2 separate regions of the Danio rerio genome follow, and region 2 is linked to region 1. The links are chromatin contacts, called in public Hi-C maps. All regions are on one chromosome and are shown on one strand. Each heading gives the region's core, a stretch centred on a gene start, on an enhancer-like site or on the middle of the called end of the contact. The rest is flanking DNA. Distances are from core to core; before and after follow the strand shown.

What was found. A called contact is a pair of places that touch in the nucleus more often than the background predicts.
Region 2: a Hi-C map of embryo shows a contact between it and region 1, with 1.5 times the contacts expected there. The contact joins two enhancer-like sites. A contact is called at or near these places in 4 of 18 Hi-C or Micro-C datasets (caudal fin, embryo, fibroblasts and 1 more).

The regions. Positions count from the first base shown.
Region 1 is chr11:27,866,705-27,870,236 of GRCz12tu, reverse strand. The region is part of intron 1 of skib (v-ski avian sarcoma viral oncogene homolog b); the gene reads left to right. Among named protein-coding and RNA genes, the nearest start is that of plch2b, 18 kb to the right of the region's middle. Within about 2 kb of position 2,091, at least 32 of the 62 cell types and tissues checked have an H3K27ac peak or open chromatin away from gene starts, as enhancers often do.
Region 2 is chr11:27,942,975-27,946,545 of GRCz12tu, reverse strand. It overlaps a transcript of kaznb not described here. Among named protein-coding and RNA genes, the nearest start is that of tmem51b, 18 kb to the right of the region's middle. Within about 2 kb of position 1,610, at least 23 of the 62 cell types and tissues checked have an H3K27ac peak or open chromatin away from gene starts, as enhancers often do.

The DNA.
Region 1 (3,532 bases), core at 842-3,341:
AATTTGGTTAAACAAATAAAAAAGGTGGTTCTGGCCTACTAAGATTGATGGCTTATCAACCCAAACAAACCAGACACTTTAAAAAAATAAGAAGAAAAAACCTACATGGTACTGAGGAAGAATTGGTATGTTCAGTTGGTTCAGTCTTTCAGTTGTACGTTTCTATTATAATGTCAAACAGTAAGTCAAGACCTGCCAATCTTGGCAATAAATATCATCCAAATTTGCTCTTGCTGTACAAAAAGTTTCTTATTAGTCTTTACACCTGCTACACTAACCTATATCTCAAATGACATTGGAAAAAAATGCATAAGTGTAGTGCGAAAAAGAATCTGGGTTTTCAGTTTAGGCATATGTTAGCAGTTAGTTTTTTGATATTTTTCTTTAGTCACTGTATCTGTGTTTAAACTCAGTAAGTAAGTTTGTTGAACTGATGACTTTCATGGATAATCACAGTAATTTCTGTTGTGCAGGTGAACACAATGGCAATTCGGCGCTGTTTAAGAACATGCTCAATGTTAGAGGGAAATTGACATTTTTTAAATTTCAGTATCGATTGGTACCGAATTCCAGTATCATGCAACACTACTAGACACTGGGAAGAACTGTATGTGTGCGTTTTGTAGGATCCATTTTATTTGCACTGTAGCAGTGGACTACTTTTTTTGGAGGACTTATTAACAGTCCATACCCTTATGTGCCTGCTGGAATACGCCATATTGAAGCAGATGGATTCCTCCATCAGTCTCAGAGCAGGATTACGCATTACGCCCCTCCTCTGCCTTAAAAGTCTGTTCCCTGTTCAGCTCAAACAGCAGCAAAACTCCAGTCCAAAGACTATTAGCACAATCCAATCAAGATTGGTTTTCCCTAAGGCTCCATATCTGACTTCTTGAAGAGGAAGGACTTGAGGGGAAACGTGATGGCACAGTTTTTCTCTGCAAGGAATGATCTGCCAGCTGACACCTGGTGACAACCGGGCTTAATATAAAATTGCGAGACCCTCCAAAGCACTTGCACTTGCATGAGGACAGCTGGCATTATCTTCTCCTTTCTCTCTCACATACTTTTATTTACACACTTTCATCCTGTATGGTCTTCCAGAAGCCCCCTTAATCAGAGAGCCCATCTCCAGCGCATCTCAGCAAAGCTCCTACTCAAGTGTGTTTCGCCAGTTTTGCCCTTGACTTTGGCAGAGCACGGCAAAGCACACACAGATCTGGGGATTACATGCAGGATTTCCGTGGGGGGAAAGAAAAGCTGTAATAGGAAACTTGTTGTGCCTGGTTGCTGCGCACCACCACCGCCACAGCACTTTCAGGCAGTGTGGCGCATTATTGTGAGGATGTTTGTTGCTCAAACAAGTTCAACAGAGCAGACTATTTTTGTTTCACGGCAAATGAAACTCCACTTGTTTGGCTTCCAAGTGATATCAGCAGAGATTTGAAGCACACACCATGTCCCTGAACGAGCTGGATGGTGTAACTCGAAGGTCGAAATTTGCTTCATTAGTCATTCGAAATCAGAAGCAAAAGTGGTCAGATGATATCCAATCCATTTTATGAAAACATTCACCCATGGCTCTTGGATGGAGCCATGCATTCCTAACTGTTTTACTCAATATTTGTTTAGGATGTCTGCACATGTTGGACCATTGGCAAAAATGACATTTTTCAATCCTTTTCAAATCCGTATCAGCCCCAGTCAAAACTAGGAATGCATGCTATATCGGGATGTTATCAGCTATTATATTTGGCCTATTAGGATAGAATAGCATGTTCTTATAATATTTTTATGTATCCACCATGGGATAATTTAATTCATGAACCGATTTCATGCAAAAAAAAGCATTGGTTATGTTGGCACGAACATGCACGTTTCATCCTTGTATGTTCAGCCTCGCGTTTGCCGTAAAGGGCTCCTTTATAACATGCCTTCAAAGAAATCTTGCACAATAGGCAGTTGAAAGGGCATAGGATTGAATGGCCACTTTAAGAGTAAGCCGTACTTGGCCTTCAAGTATACATTCCTGCTGCTTTGTGTTTCCTCTGTGGTCCTGCTCCTCGAACCCGCCCACTCACATTCAGGAACCAGACGCTCTGGGTTCCCACAGGGCCATCAGCCAAAGCAAACTACAGAGAGGAAATGTGGCCCTCACTCACTCACTCACTTGCTCACTCTTTCAATCACTCGCTCATGTGCTCCAGCATTAATGGAGGCCTTGTTATATTTTCTCAGTCATGATTAACAATATAGAGCATGCTACATTTTATCCAACATGAATATTTCATCTGTATTTATAGTCTAGGCTAGGGCAACACATAGTGCTTTGCAATAACCTCATTTAGAGTTCTTCAAAATTGTATCATAAATCCAGATGGCCACAAGCTTCCTTGAAGGTTTATATAAGGCTCCAGGTTTGCACCCAGATGTTGTGCATGTCCTAATCTGGATCAATTGTGTGGTTTTGATACAGTCTGCCCTGCATGTGTGTCACGAGGCCACACGTTTGATGTGGTGATGAGTGAGTCCCGTGTCACGGCTGCCCTGATTTCAGATCAGCGGACGTTGCATCAGCGGCTCCCTTGTGGTGTCTGGGAGGGTGCACAGTCAAAGACTATTATGTCTGGGACGCCCTGGTCTTCCTGGAACTCCAGACCTCAGGGAAGGAACAAACACAGACAGACGTTCTTTGTTGGGTGTGCAGTGGTTGTTCATCGCTTGAGTCATGTTTTGACTTACCCATCCGCATTTTTGGAAGGGAAAAAAAACAACAAATTTCCCTTTGCGCAAGGCAAGCAGGTGTTCAGACTTCTAACAAAACATGGGTAGTGAGCCAGTTGTACATTTTGATGCTTTGCTTGACCCTCTGAACCCAGATAAATATTGTCTGTCAATGGTGATTACCTAAAACTCATTATATTGGACAATGTTTTCTACCATGTTGTGTATTTTCTGTTTTGAATTTTGTTTTATGAATTTTTGTTTCAACGTGATCAATCTGGGCAGTTTAATCACACACTGAATTGTTTTTGGTATTTTGTCGCATCCAAAAAGTTGGGGGAATAAGTCAGATATTTGTGTCTGATTATGATTACTTTCCAAATTCACCCACCCTAAAAAGGTTTCTTAATGATTCCACATAATAATTATATATATAACTATATCTAGTGGTGTAACGAGTTACAAATCCTACGGTTCGGATCATGTTATGGTTTTTAGTTACGTATCGGACCATTTTTTGGATCAGCCAAAAAGGGGAAGAGACAAATTTGCTTTCCATTTATTATAAAAACAGTACTGCAAGAAACTTTTGGTTTTAACAAACAGAACTTAGAACTTGTAATTTTATGAAAAATAAAATAAAGAATTAATCACCGGAATAAAAATAAATAGTAAAATAATCAGTACTGTGAAAAATTTACTGTTATTAGTACTGGAGATGATAACGTTAAATGTAGATATCTAACATTATCATTTTTACCATTCATATTTTTTGTCTCATTTTTAATAAATGATTCGATTAATTATT
Region 2 (3,571 bases), core at 361-2,860, 77 kb before region 1:
AGGGACTAAGCCGAAAAGAAAATAAATGAATGAATGAACTATATACAATAAGAAAGCAGTTATTTAAAGTTTTAATAAATATTTAACAATTGAACTTTTTTACATTTAATAAATGCTGCCTTGATAAACAGACTAATAAAAAAAAAGAAACCTGAACCCAAACGTTATACCAGTAGTGTATTTATATTCCTTGTAGTCTATGCACTATATAACACAAACAACACTGATGACATGGATTTTTTTTTAGTTTATTTATTTATTTATTTTTGTAAACCAATAAACAATGCTAGAATATAAATTAGCACAAAAACACACATTATACTCAATGCAAATTGATCACAGGATGGGGAAGGAAGTAGAGTGGTTTCAGTACAGTGAAAGTTAGAGGTGGTGAACGAGGAAGTGGTTTTGCTTGGCATGGTGTCTGGGTGAAATCAGAATAGATCATATCTGCCAATGTTGACCACACGACACATGCGGTCATCGCTTTTCACTAAGAGAGAGTAAGTCATTTTAGAAGCTTCTTTTGAGGCAAGACACTACAGCTGAATAGGGTAAAATATCAACTAATAGTTTTCAGCAAACTTTAGTTGACTCATCACATTAGGAATTGCAGGCTTTTGTTGTATTACAAAGTATTTTTAACAGTTTTCTAAAATATTATGTTCAATTAGGCCGTTTTATTAAACATGTATTCATTTACTTCTAGCAAAAAATATTTGATGAAGTTTGATTCAAAATTTTGACTCAATTAAATATTTTAAAGGAAAATACACTTTTTTGCCACCAAGATTAAGAAAATACAGCAAAAAGTATACATTTTCAAGGTCTTCAATAAAACTTGTATTAAATCAGGCATATTGTTTATGATCCCACTGTAAAATCCTTCAGAATACAGATATGAATAAATCTGTAAGTGCTGCTGAAGCGGAGCTTTATCCCTCAGTGCATGAAACTCAACTCAGTTTGAGAATAAAAATATAAATAAAAATAAAAGTATAGTTTAATAGCATACACAACAAGATAAGTTGCAACAAAAGAAACACTTAGTATATTCTGAATGTTTTCTTACATTAGACTGAAAAAATACACCAAAATGAACAGGTGTATAAAATAAAATAGTTTTTTTCATCTGCAGTGCCTTCCCTTAAGAGCAGAATATATTTATATATTTATATATATTTAAATATATATATATTTATTTATTTTTCAAAAAAAGCTTGTATGTGCAGGATGGATCATTCAGTTCAGTTCAATTGAAGTGTATTTGTATAGCACTTTTCACAATTATTACTGTTTCAAAGCAACTCTACAGAAGGTGCATTACAAATAAAATCAGAAAAGCTAAGGTTATATTACCATAACTTTAACTAATTACGAATAGCTTTTAACAGTTAAAGTTATTATAATATAGTCAACCTGCTCTTATAGTATATAGAGGATGTCTGTGTATAGATGTTAAATGAAGTGGATAAGCCGGTTTTGTTTTGTTCTCGGCCCCTGTAAACCTCCTGGTGTTCCTGACCAATCCAGACTCAGACAGCGTCTCCAGTCAGACACAGCCCAGCCTATCGGACGGCGAGGATCAGCTGGAGCGACTGCAGCAGGCAGAGCTGACGCGCAGCAGGCCCATGTCTCTGTGGAGAGCCGGCACTGTGCAGGCCTGGCTGGAGGTGGTCATGGCCATGCCAATGTACATGCGCGCCTGCTCTGACAATGTTAAGAGCGGAAAGGTAAATGCTGCTCTGCTCTTCATTTATGACTGCTCTTTTAATGTATTGTATTTCAGACCCTTTTACACTGATGTTAATGAAGATGCATACTTTTTATGCTAACAATTTGGTTGTGCAATCACATAAATCAATTACTGGTAGAGCTGTGTTTTAATTTGTAGCAGTATTTCACAATAATACTGAATTTATTAATTTTTTCCATACGCTCTCAGTAATAAAGGTACGCAAGCTGTCACAAGGGTGGTACCTTTTCAAACCCTACACATTTATACTTAAAGGGTCCATATTGGTACCTCAAAAACATATTTGTAGCTACAATTTTTGAAAGGTACACTTTTGTACTTTTTAGGCACTAATATGTACCCATGAAATATTAATATGGACCTTTTAGGTACAAATGCAAACCTTTTGAAAAGGTACCACCCTATTGACAGCTCTCATACCTTTATTTAAATATTTATTTATAGAGAGCAGACATTAAAGGTATAGTTCCCCAAAAAACTTCACCTAAAAACAATATAAGTAAACCCATTGTAACTTGGAACTGTTACGTTAAATAATTTTTTATAATATAAAACTATCTTAAATAAAGTCAACTAATTGCTTTTTACAGTGAACACTGAAAAAAAATGTTGCAAACAATTTGTGTTGAATTTAAGTTAATTAAATTGAGTAATGTTCAACTTAATTTGTTTGAGGCGACACAGTGGCGCAGTAGGTAGTGCTGTCACCTCACAGCAAAAAGGTTGCTGGTTCGAGCCTCGGGCTGGGTCCGTTGGTGTTTCTGTGAGGAGTTTGCATGTTCTCCCTGCATTCGCGTGGGTTTCCTCCGGGTACTCTGGTTTTCCCCATAGTCCTAAGACATGCGGTACCGGTGAATTGGGTAGGCTAAATTGTCCATAGTGCATGAGTGTGTGTGGATGTTTCCCAGAGATGGGTTGCGGCTGGAAGGACATCAGCTGCCTAAAAACCTGCTGGATAAGTTGGCGGTTCATTCTGCTGTGGCGACCCCGGATTAAAAAAGGGACTAAGCCGACAAGAAAATGAATGAATTAATTTATTTGATTAACTTCAGCCTAAATAAATTGTTTACAACCACTTAACCTTAAAAAATGTAGTAAAAAGGAATCATCTTTGAATATTTTTTTTCAGTGTAGGAACAAAATACTATGGAAGTCAATGATAACATTCTTCAAAATATATTTTGTGTTCAACAAATAAAAAAAAGATAAACTTAAAGCAGTTTGAAATGAGTAGAGTGAGTAAATGATCAGTTTTCAGCGAACTATCCATTTAAACTGCACATAACATTGAAAATAAGAAGAAATGTTTCTAGTACTGTTTCACGTTAAAACTGTTGAAAATATAGTTTTGTAATGAAGATAATAGTTCATTACATGTAAAATAAAATATGAACGTTATTTTAAATTGAAACAATTATTTCACTGTAAAAATTCTTGCTGCCTTCAATTTTTTACTCGAATCAAATGAAATTGTCTAGTCATCTAAACTATTATATCAATCAAACTGTCTAAAAATATGAAGTTAAACTTTGCAGAACTTTTAATTTTAGTTGAAACCTGATTAACTTCAAATAAGTTAGAGTAACAAAAACAGTTTTAGTCATGCCTTTTTGACATATTTTTTTACAATCTACAGTATAATTGTATTTTAGCCGCTTTGTCCTCAGAGATGTACAGTATATACTTCATATGAGTAATAAAACTGGTGGCACAGTGGTTAGAACTGTCGCCTAACAGGAAGAAGGTCACTGGTTCGAGTCCCGACTGGACCATTTGGCATTTTCATGTGGAGTTTGCATGTTCTCCCCGTGTTCG